3 separate regions of the Gossypium arboreum genome follow, and all the other regions are linked to region 1. Evidence: chromatin contacts called from public Hi-C data. All regions are on one chromosome and are shown on one strand. Each heading gives the region's core, a stretch centred on a gene start, on an enhancer-like site or on the middle of the called end of the contact. The rest is flanking DNA. Distances are from core to core; before and after follow the strand shown. Region 1 holds the start of LOC108479910. Region 2 holds the start of LOC108465026 (homeobox-leucine zipper protein ATHB-40-like). Region 3 holds the start of LOC108465033 (probable protein phosphatase 2C 80).

Region 1 (3,935 bases), core at 583-3,082:
GTTGAAAAGTGGTCATCAGGATCTTGACTATCGTGAGTGTCAAAGTCATAGTATTGTATTTTTATCATCACCAAATGACCATATAATTAAAAAAAACATATTTTGCAAAATAATTTTGAGAAGCCTATATTAAAATTAAAAAAAAAAATCATTTATCAAGAGATAATTTCTTATAAATTCACACCAAGTCAACAAAAGAAATTGGAGAAATAAAAAAAAACTTGTGTCATATTTGGTGAAGATGCGTAAACTCATCCCAATTCAATGAAACATTATAGCATTAATGAATTAGTTATAACATGACAAGTTGGGCCTGAGGATATATCAGCCCATATAGGAAACTTTCACTGAGTTCAACAGAATTCTGAACGCCTTCATTACTTTCAAATTCATTAATATCCAATATATGGTGATCATAATTTAAATGCCTAAGACTCATTGTGGATTGTGATTAAACATAAATTGAATATTAATGGATAAAACAAAGTAATAAAATAGAGTCAAATCTATAAATCTCACATAAGTTATGCACATTTTATATGTGAAAATTTAATTTAATTGATTTAAATATTAAAATTTGATTAGTGAAATTGATGATTTGTAAAAGCTAAACTAAACTAAAAATATTATATATCTATGTTATATAAAATATTTATGATTGAGTTAATATCACGAGTCAACTATCTTTTTCATATACTTTTTCTGATTTCGTTGTTAGCACAGGTTTTACACAATCGATTGGATCATATAGATATCGTTTCAACACAACATAGATCGTCATAAGGACCTTAAAGACTCACCAAAACGAGAAAGTCAAGATCTTTCAGAAATTTAATTCCTATTTGAAGGGTGCATAACTACATGGATAAGCTTACATTAGCTCGTCAATTTAAGTTCCAATTCAAGATTTTCCTTGAGGTATCAATAATGGATTGGAATTTAATAATATTCATTCATATAGATATAGAAGAAAAGAATACATCAATTCAATGAGAAATTATTTAAAAATCATTTTAATAAAGTAATGAATATTAATATAAAGACTATTTGTCTTTTGCTATTTTAATATAAAATATTTAAATAAAACATTTAAAAATTGAACTTAAGCTCTTCTAAAAAATCGAAAGTGTAAAAAGGTTTATTTATACACGCTTTATCATTTTATCTATAACTCAATTTTTTTATAAACATAATTTAATATTACGTTTTTCTTTTACTCACATTATAAGTGTAACAAAATATAATGTTTAGATTACGTGATGTTCATAAAAGAAAAAAATATAGAGCCCAAATTATGACCTATTAATCTAGTCTTCACCTTTCTTATATAACTTGAGTTCGAATAATTTTTATATCACATATATGTATAATTATAATAACAATAATAATAATAATAATAATAATAAACACTAATGATTAAACTAACATTTTGAAAAGAAAAATATTGGAAAAGGTAAATAATCTTTTATATATATTTTTCTATTTAAATTTTTTCAATTGAGTTGATTTTAGTTAATTCGCAATATTAACTCAATTAAATTTTATATAAAAATTTATTAAATTTGACAATAAAATTATATAGCAACTATATTTATTAAAATGAATATAAAAAATAAATGAAATTTTGAATGAAATAGTTAAAAAAATTGAAAAAAGTTCAATTTTTATGGTGTATAATTTTTTATATTTTTATATGCAAAAGATGTAAAAGGTTAAGAAAAAACTTTTAAAACAATATGATTTATATTTAGTCATTATCTAATTCAACTAAATTTATGAATTAGTCCAAGTTTATGTACCTTGCACCAATTATTTTTTATTGAATTATTGTTAAGTTTATCATTCAGTTTAAGTTTATGGAGCTTGACTCGGTGAGTTAATTTAGAGGTGCAAATAATGATATTCCAATAACCTTAAGTAAGAACCGCTACTTTAATTCCTACTTAAACCGTTCTTAAATTTAAAATCTTGGTCATATCTTTTGTCGAATATTCACTGAAGCCTTTTATAAGAATCTTTCTCCACACTCAAAAGCTGCAAAACTTCAAGCCCTAATCGGTGGAAACCCTAGCCGGTAACTGGATTAACACTGATAACAAAACGTCGAAAATGGACCTGGATGATTTGGGAGAGCTCGACAGTTCAAGTCAGGCCAATACTCGAACCACCAAATTCGCGCCCAAATCTTCCAAATTCGCACCCAAATCTTCCAAATTCGCACCCAAACTCAAACCCACCTCTAAGCCAAAACCTGAACCCTCATCCAAACAAGAGCCTCAAGACTCCGCGCCCAAGCTCCAACCACCACCTGTGGAAGCAGTTTCCAAAAAGAAAGAAAACGATGAAGAAGATGTCAAGCCGCCGATGGTTGCTGAACCGAAAGCCGAACAATCGATATCAAATGGCGCGGTGAAGATGGAGATTGATGAGGACACTAAAGAAGATGAGATCTTGACTGAAGCCAACAGAGAAGAAGATCAAGGAGAAGAAGAAGATATGGTTGTTCGCGAAATCGACGTCTTCTTCACTCCTTCAATTGACGCCGACGCTCAGGTGATTGCATTTTTCTATTTCCTTTATTGTTTAATTTTCAGTTTTGCTTATTGTTTTTCCCCCTTTTGGAATAAAATTGCAGTTATATGTTTTGCAATATCCTCTAAGGCCTTGCTGGCGACCATACGAATTGGATGAACGATGCAAGGAGGTTCGTCTGTTTTTTCCCTTCAATTTCTTTTTCTTTTTCTTTGTATGAATCAATCTTATTCTTTAGTTATTTTGTAGGTACGGGTGAAACCTGATAGTGGGGAAGTGGAAATTGACATGTCTGTTGATATTGATTCGAATAATTATGACAGTGAATCTGCAAACAAATTGAAGATGACGAAGCAGGTTTGGCTCTGATATTACAATTTAATCAAATTTCAATCTATATATTTATAGGTATTGTATTTTTCCCCGGAAACATGTTCCGAGTGCTTTGCATTGATAAATTTTTTACATACTGCTACTGCATTTGTTGATAAGTTGCATTGTCGCATTTTCTTTTTACATAATGTCTTTTCCAAATAAATTTAGCTGCATAACCTAATTATGTATCCTCATTTCTTTTTAGACCTTATCTTCTTCATGGCTGCCACCACGTCCATCTGGCTATGCTGTTGGAGTTTTAATGGGCGATAAGGTGTGTGCATCTATTGTCTATGAGCTTGTTTGAGATTAGCTATATAATATTTTTTTCCCTTGATGGATGTTGTTGTTCTAAGGTCATTTTTATGGTGCAGTTGCACTTAAATCCTATTCATGCAGTTGTTCAGCTCCGACCATCATTGGCACATCTCAAGTCTGGTGTCTCAAAAAGAAAGGACACAGTGGCTGCTGAAGCAGAAGTTACTGTTAAAGTAGAACCTAACGATGGGAAAGCAGCTGGTCCATCAGCCAAGCAGGTAATTACTGATTATTGGGATATACTGTTATGAAATTTTTGAATTTAAGGTTCAGAATATGTGTCCAAAACGAACCTTGCTTTTGGATCCTTGAGCAATTTCTACTGGGAAATCTCTTTTTTAGTTTAACCTCTGTAGTTGCCTTTTTTTGCATATTAATTGTATACATGATTTTCAAGTTTTACTTTGATGCAGAACCAGAAAGTGCAGTCCTCAACTGAGCAAAAGGCAGAAGATAAAGAGGTGTCACTTGCTATTTTAAACTTTCTTTTTGTTCAGCATGAAAGTATTTTCAATTGTATATTAAATTTACTTTGATACACGAGCAACTAAAATGGCATGGCTTGTAATTGTAGGATACTGTTACTGCTTGCTAAATTTTCACCAACTTGTAGTCTCTTGTGTTACTGGTGAACTTCATTTCTGTGTTCTGAAAATCATGAATTAATTAGATCTGCTCTTTTCTTTTTCCTTCTTTTTTGTTTCATTTTC
Region 2 (3,935 bases), core at 530-3,029, 220 kb before region 1:
TAAGTGAATCATAATTTCAGCCGAAAATTGGACCTAAACATAATATATATGAATAGTTAAATTGTGGGGTTTAAGTAAATTATAATTTTGTCACAACAATTTAACACTTTATCAATGGATTTCATTTTTCAATTACAAAATTGTGGATATCAGAAAAAAAAATGTTATGTTGTTTTAAGCAGCTCTTCCACCTCATTTACTTTGTTTTTTAGTTATAAAATCATAACCCAATCCCCTATTCTTTTGGCTTAAAATCCAATAGTGGAAAAGTTTATCTTAAGAGTGAAATGATGGAAATGTAGGAAACATTATCCAATCAAAAATTAGAAACTCTAATTTTTTATAAAATCAAGACGTCAACAATGACGACATATCCTCTCTTCTACTTCTGACCTTAAGAGATTTCTCCAACAACCTTAATATTCTTTCAAAAAGAAAAGATTGCTTCCCCGATGCATCTGTAATAATAATAATTCTTAATTCCCTTGAAAAAAAAATGATAATACTTAATGAAAGTACTAACTAATCCCAAATTTTCATAACTTTTCTTTATGTTTTTCATTCGTCTCTCGAGCCACGATTGAGATATGGTTAAAAGTAGTCATGGGGTATTGGCTCATAGTTATAACCATTTTACAGACACATGGAAATAAGTGAAAATACCTCCCAATTGGACAACAATGGCTGACTAGAATGCCCAGATCCAGAGGCCAAACCTAATTTACCAACTTTGTTTATTGACTTCAATAGTGGCCAGCTTTGGGATCCCCAAACCCCTTTTAATTAACTTGCAAAATTATGTATTACTTGCTTGCTTACCACCATCACCCCTTATCACTTAATTTGGAAAGCCTACCAATTCTAGTTTTGTCTAAGGAGATCACAATTAAGAGAATGATTTATGTTAGGTTTTAAGTTAAAATCAGGATAATTATTTCTTTTACAACTTTAAAAAAAATATCATCCTTATCTCATGCACAGAACTTACATGAAAGAATATCATAGAGGTGTGTTTGATAAATTACAAAAAATTTCAACATTTAATATTTTAAATTTATTTAGTAATTATTTTAATTTTTACTTAATATAAAATTTTAACCAAAAGTATTGAATAAGGTAAGAAGATATATAGCTACTTATTACTTGAGGTAGAAAATATTAAATTGATTTTATTTTATTAAAAATTGAAATAAATTATTAGTTTTAAATAAGATATTCAAATTATCGTATTTATTTTCATCTAAAATTATCTAAAATAATATAAAATATTATATTAATAAGATTAAAATTAAAATAAATAATTTTTAAAAATCAATATTTACTTTTATCAAACAATATAATTATATTCCTTACTTATATTTACTAATTTTTAAATAATTTTTGATATAAATTCAATACTTATAAAATTTAACAATAAAATTTAATACATAATTTTTCACATTTAAAATTTTCAATTAATCAATCACATCCTAAAACTTTAACCAAACCATGTATTATATAGTGAAAAAAAAAACGATGAACTTTTGAAATTTAGGGTTTTGTTGTCTAACTTTATCCACTTGTTGGACGTGGGGATGGCAAATTTGGTTGACAGAATTTTCCAAACTAGTTCAATGATACAGTTTAGATGTGACAGTATTTCTTATTGTCTCAAACTAGTGTACCAAATTGTAATACTATAATGGTATTGTTGTTATTCATAAGAACGTGATGTCCAATATTGGAAACAAAGGTCTTATGGTAAACAAACAACTTCTAACTAGTCCTACTCTTAACCCTATAAATAAACCACATCACTTCCTTAACTCATCCATTACTTCTCTCAGGGATCACCCATTTCTCAATTTAGGTGAAAGCCAGAGGAAAAAAAAAAAAAAAAACACACCCGAAAAGCTAGAAAGAAAGAGAAAATGAGCCAAGATTATGAAATGATGACAAGCCAAATGAATGAACATGAAGATCATATTGCTCTTATCTCCCAAATCTACCCTGGATTTTACACCCAAATTGCAACACACCAAGGTACTGATCAGTGTGGCATGGACTTAAAACCACAAACATATTTATTCTTGCATTGTTTTATAATTAAGCCAGGCTTTTGGTTGAGCAGGGGAACCGAAGCCTCGACGGCGGCGGAAGAAGAACAAGGGAGGGGAGAACAGCCAGTGTGCGGTGGCTAAAAAAAGGAAGCTTAACCAGGAACAAGTCACTCTCCTTGAACTTAATTTTGGTAACGAACATAAACTAGAGTCAGAAAGGAAAGATCGGATTGCTTCAGAGCTGGGACTTGACCCTCGTCAGGTTGCTGTTTGGTTCCAAAATCGTAGAGCTCGTTGGAAGAACAAGAAGCTGGAGGAAGAGTATAGCAAGCTCAAGTCTCTTCACGAAACTGTTGTTCTCGACAAATGCCGACTTGAATCCGAGGTATGTAAATATACATATATCTTTTATTTCCCAAATGAAAATCATTTTAACTTGGAAAAAAAAAAAATCCGGTTTTAATCACACTTGTAAGTTTATTTGGATGTTTAAATGCAAACCCTTTGTTTTTCTTATATTTTAGACATATTTCCTTGTGGTTTCTTAGAACCAAACAGGAAAAAATATGTATGTTTTCAGAGATTAAATAATTAAAAAAATAATTCAAACTTGAGGAGGCGTTTGTTGGAAGGAAATGAAACTAATTAAGGAAGTAGCAGCGTCTTTGATCTTTATCTTTTTGATAAAGAAAGATACGGTGACCCACCAATATCAGAACATGCACGAGCTCAGGGCTCGAAGAAAGCCATGTCATGTACTTATGTTGTTGGGTTTAAGCTATTAAAAATATCAGTTAATGAGATCATAAGTTTATGTTCAATTAAAAGAAAGTGGGAAACGATATTCTTGGACAAAAAAAGTGGGATAACATTGACAAGGAACAACAAACAGCCACCTCATTGCACAACAAAAAGTAGTTGAAAATGTTTTTCCAATGAAAAACAGAGGGTCCACTTCCATACACCATACTGTCTTGTGGCAGGGGTTGGGCTTAGCCGAAGCCCACTTTTACATTCAATTTAAATTTGTTTCTTTGGTTACAATTATAGGTGGTAAAGCTTAAGGAGCAACTTAGCGAGGCGGAGAAGGAAATCCAGCAACTAACGGAACGAGTAGATGGGGTTTCCAGCAAAAGTACAAGCTCATCTGTACTGTCAATGGAAGCCATTGATCCAGTTTTCCATGGGGAATTTGGATATGAAGATGTTTTCTATATTGGAGAACACAATTATGTTCTTGGCATGGAGTGGATGAATCTTTTTATGTAATTATCATATCACTAGTTAGCGTGTGTAGATATGGATAATTAAGACCTCCAAATCCATTGTAATTAATCCTTAATTTCTTTTCTTAACTACTGTTATGTTATATAAAGTGTTGTAATGTTAACTTAGATTCATATTAATTTAGAAATCTTTTTTTAACTACTATTATCGAATAAAAACACTTTTTTTACAGCATACTGTATTTGACATTTAGATAACTTTATAGAAATTCTTTTTTTTTTTTTTTAAATTTCAAACCTACATTTTAATTTTTGGCTTTTCAAGTTTTATAGTAAAATTATCGAAACACCTCCTTTTATTCTTTCATCCTCCCCAACAGTATTTTCCTCTTTAGCTTTAATGTATCATTATATATATATATTTTTTAAATTTATAATTTAAATTAATTTATACCTCATATTTAAAATAAACATTTTAACCTTTCACTCTAGTTTTTTTATAACAATGATTAACAAATAACACTTTTCCACAATACTTTTAAAATTACTTTCTTTAGCTGAAGGAATTATTCTTTTTATTTAAGGGTTGAGGAGAAATTATAAATAATTTTAAGCATTGTATTAAAGATAAAATATGATAAAAATTTTAAAATTAATGTTAAAAATTACT
Region 3 (3,935 bases), core at 606-3,105, 140 kb before region 1:
AGGGACAAATGGTAACATATAAAATAAATTGAAGATAAGAGGACATTCTTTACAGGTAAACTTGCAGCCCGTTCATCCTTAGAACTCCCATCAAATGACAAATCATGAGCTGCCCTAGAAGAGGTACAAGACAAAGATGATGTGTGGATATTTTTCATCCTTGGACCAAAAGGAAGATTATATCCGGTATTTCTCTGCACTGCGTCACAAAAATTGTACCCACAAACAAGACGATTGTTGCGCTGTTCTTGCTTTCTCAAAATCAGGCTAGCTTTTTGGCAACTGCTTTGACTTCGATCAGCAAAATAAACCCCACTAGGTTTCAAGAAGTCCAAGCCATTCCCACAACTTGCTACCAACTCATCCATATAAACATCTCCGAAAACAGCCTTGGAACTAGACACAGCCATTGTTTTTGCCCTAAGACAAAACAGGTTCCGAATACAACTATTATCAGATAGAGATTTACCAGAGTAAGAGAAAGACTGAATCAACCCTGAATTCACAGACAAAAATTTGAGCTGTCTAAGCAATGAACTTGCTGAGTCGGACAACGGAACTTGTTTTCCTGTAAGAGACCTTTGAAAACCAGTAAATACAACAGGTTTTAGCTTAGAAAACACAACTGCTGGCATCTTTAACCCTTATATCAAGTTCCCTTAATTCAACCACCGTTTGAGAGAATACCAGACCTTGTATTGCAAACAAAAGGCTATACGTTGACACGCGTGTAACCACCTACCAGCAATTTCCTCTAAGGAAGCATATTTGTCTCAATACCTGAAATAGCAGACAAAATAGAGGTATATTATATTATATGTATTATGTACATTAAGGTTTGGGCTTTAGGAGCGTAGCAAAGATGCATAAGCTCACAAAATTCAACAACAAAAAGGAAAGAATGGGAAGAGTTGAAATCACTTAAGCTACTCACATGGCTCAAGAATTATTCAAATTGCATTTAGATCAAAAAATAATAATAATATATTAACTGGATTTTAACAAAAATAATAATATTACTCATGAAAAATGGTTTTGGATACATTGTTTTTTATTCTTTTCTTAGCAACTTTTGAGCATTAGAAGAAACGAGTAACCAAAACATAGCTTAAGTGTACAAATGCCTTTTTAAAGTTAAATATTTCTGGCATACAATAAAAAGAAAACATATGAATTCTGCATACATCAATGACAAAAACACATGGATAATTTTAAATTTTTAATCATCAAAAAAGAAGAAAAAAAAAACGTAGGTAATTTAAAGAATCTAAATGCTGAGAAATATAATTCACAAAAACTAGAACTCTCAACAACTACCTACAAACTACAGACAATAGCCAAATAAAATGCAGAACTTGATAATGAAAGAAAAAAAAAGAACCTGTTGAAGCGGCTTAATCTGGTATTATTCGACACCTGAATGTTAGAGACAAAAAGGAAAGAAAGCAAAGAGAAAGAAAGAAGAAAGAAGCTCCGAAGAAAGACCTAAACGAGAATCGACGATCTCCGGAGCTTCTTCGCTGCCTCTCCCTCTCCCTCTCTCCCTCTCCCTTCGGCTCTGCGGATGCTGCGGATGTTTCACTTTTTCAGGGCAAGCGCTGTATTGAGGATAAACACGTGATACATTCTTGGACACGTACCCAACCCAACCCTCTATTCTTAGGACTTAAATGTATTTATTTCAAGTTCTTCCACCTAGATTTAATAGAAAAAAAAATAGATTTAATAGAAAATATTAATACCATAATTAAATTATGGTTCATAAGTTATAAGAAATGATTAATTTTATATAGAAAAAATATATGAAAGTTGTGAGTAACTATGTTCTATACTTGCATGCTTAATTTTTTGTGTAAGTTTTCAACTCTTCAAGTGCAGTTGTTAATAAGTGAGTTTTAGTTTTGCTCAGTTTATTAATTTTAGATTAAATTGTATTAATTTCTAACCTACTTATAATGTAATAGTTTGATTTTGTATTATAATTAACTTTTAACTATCTATTTTAATACTTTAATATTTATAATTACTTCAACTTATATTTATATTTTGATGGTATTTTATTTATTATAGAAAAATTGGAACCCACAACAAGAGTGTGAGATATGAGGTGACGGTCAGTGGGAGGTTGGTGACTGACTATTTTTATAATATAGATTAAGCAAAGGTGGGGCGTGGACGGGTGGGTGCAATAAACAAATGGAGGGTTAGCGAAGCGGGGAGTTGAAGAGCGACGAGGTCCGTTCTTTTTTTAGGTTTGGGGTACAGCAAGGTTGTGGTGGTGGAGTCGCCTCATCCAAAAGTTTTGTCTCTACCTAGATATAAGTTTTAGCTATTGGATATCAAAATTTCTTTCTAAAAAAAAATCAATTAAATGATACTAATAAAAAGGGCTACATCAATCAATTAATCAGTTGAGTAATGCTAAAAGCTTCTTCTTCTTTTTTTTTTTCTTTTTGCGTAATGCTAAAGGCTATAAGAAATGGTAAAAAAAATGCTCCAAAATCAATGGAGCCCATTAATGGATTATTTGGCCCAAATAGGAAAGAAAAGGGAAAACACCCAGTTAAACATCTTATTCGTTGTCTATATGGTCCTGAAGCCCAATAAACCATTACGGTTTACAAAAGTCGAACTATTCTTGGAATTACATTACTTGAGTTCAACAAATAACCAAACAAATCCATTATTTTCATATAACTTGGGCAATAGTCTACGTACTAGCAAACATAAAAATAAAATGGGATAAATGGTACGAAAGGGAAAACCCAGCACAAATTTACAGATCAGCAGAGTGGAAGATCAGGAGGTGGAGGTGGCAAATTCTGCATTTTGCCTTTCCCATTCTTCACTAGAAAAGCCATTGACAGTCCCCATGTTGTGTGCACTTCCAGATGGCAATGCATGAACCTCATTCCTGAATTATTCATTACAGTTAATAAAGTAATCAAGGTGACAAAATAAAAACAAAACTGAATGAAAAATTTTATGGTTTTTAGCTATGAAATTCACCTGGATTATCAGCTCTGAATCGAATGACTGCCCATCTGCCTTCTGGCACACCCACTGTGTTCCTATAGGGAGGAAGGATTGTACAAGTTAAGAAGTGCAGTGGTGGAGTTATAGTTGCCAAGACCAGTGCCCAACAAGTAGAAGCTAAAGCCGTGAAGGTGTATGGGATGCTTCTCAGTTCCTACTGTGCCAGTGTCTTGAAATATGACTTGAACTGCCCAACCATGTTCCAAGATACTAACTTGAGTCCCTATTGCGGATTGTGTATCGACACTAATGTTATTGGGAGCCCCATTTACAAAATCATACATCTTTTCTGGTTTATCAGGGAAATCCGTACTATAATATCCTTGTAAATTATTGTAATAAGCATTCAGAAGAGACACCATTGGTCTTCGAAAAGTTACATTGTTGACTGAAGCCGCAAAGATTCCCCCATCAGGCCCCTGGCATCTATCAGAGTCAGGTGCGTCGCAGCTGAACGCGTTGAGTCCAATTGTCGATTGTCAAAGGAACATCAACAGGGGACCATTGGTGGTTTGGGTATAGCCTTTTGACTTGGTCCGAGAATGCTTGAACCGATGCAGTGTCATTTACATTAGGTATGATTGGTTCAAGAGGTGTCATCGACGTTTCACACGTGACTTCTGAGCTAATTTGTCTACTTTCACTGTGGGTGATGCATAACGGAGAATCCCACAAGAAGTTTTCATCAAGAAGGGGACGTTTTTGGCTGGCATGTAAGGGGCCATTGCCATGTATTTGCCAATGGACAGGTCTGCTTTGAGCAAGACGTTGTATGTCTGGCCTGGAGTCAGCATTAGGAACGTGGTTTTGAAGGGTTTTGTGTATTCTCCATCAGTTTCCACTACAGTCATAGTATGGTTAGCCACCATGAAAAAGTGCTCCATGTTAAGGGCTGCATT

The links. Hi-C and Micro-C count contacts between places; a contact is called where the count stands out from the background.
Region 2: a Hi-C map of leaf shows a contact between it and region 1, with 5 times the contacts expected there. The contact joins the promoter of LOC108465026 here to the promoter of LOC108479910 in region 1. A contact is called at or near these places in 2 of 5 Hi-C or Micro-C datasets (both in leaf).
Region 3: a Hi-C map of leaf shows a contact between it and region 1, with 3 times the contacts expected there. The contact joins the promoter of LOC108465033 here to the promoter of LOC108479910 in region 1. A contact is called at or near these places in 2 of 5 Hi-C or Micro-C datasets (both in leaf).

Annotation. Positions count from the first base shown.
Region 1 is chr11:28,078,816-28,082,750 of ASM2569848v2, reverse strand. It overlaps LOC108479910, which reads left to right and starts at 1,832. Exons shown (of 14, transcript XR_008274475.1): 1 at 1,832-2,553; 2 at 2,636-2,704; 3 at 2,782-2,889; 4 at 3,113-3,181; 5 at 3,282-3,443; 6 at 3,639-3,686.
Region 2 is chr11:28,294,234-28,298,168 of ASM2569848v2, reverse strand. LOC108465026 (homeobox-leucine zipper protein ATHB-40-like) reads left to right here and starts at 1,779. Exons shown (of 3, transcript XM_017765327.2): 1 at 1,779-2,022; 2 at 2,111-2,424; 3 at 3,090-3,453. The coding sequence starts at 1,911. The coding sequence ends at 3,308.
Region 3 is chr11:28,217,033-28,220,967 of ASM2569848v2, reverse strand. LOC108465033 (probable protein phosphatase 2C 80) reads right to left here and starts at 1,855. Exons shown (of 6, transcript XM_053020883.1): 1 at 1,382-1,855; 2 at 511-780; 3 at 45-420. The coding sequence starts at 635. It also overlaps the pseudogene LOC108465025.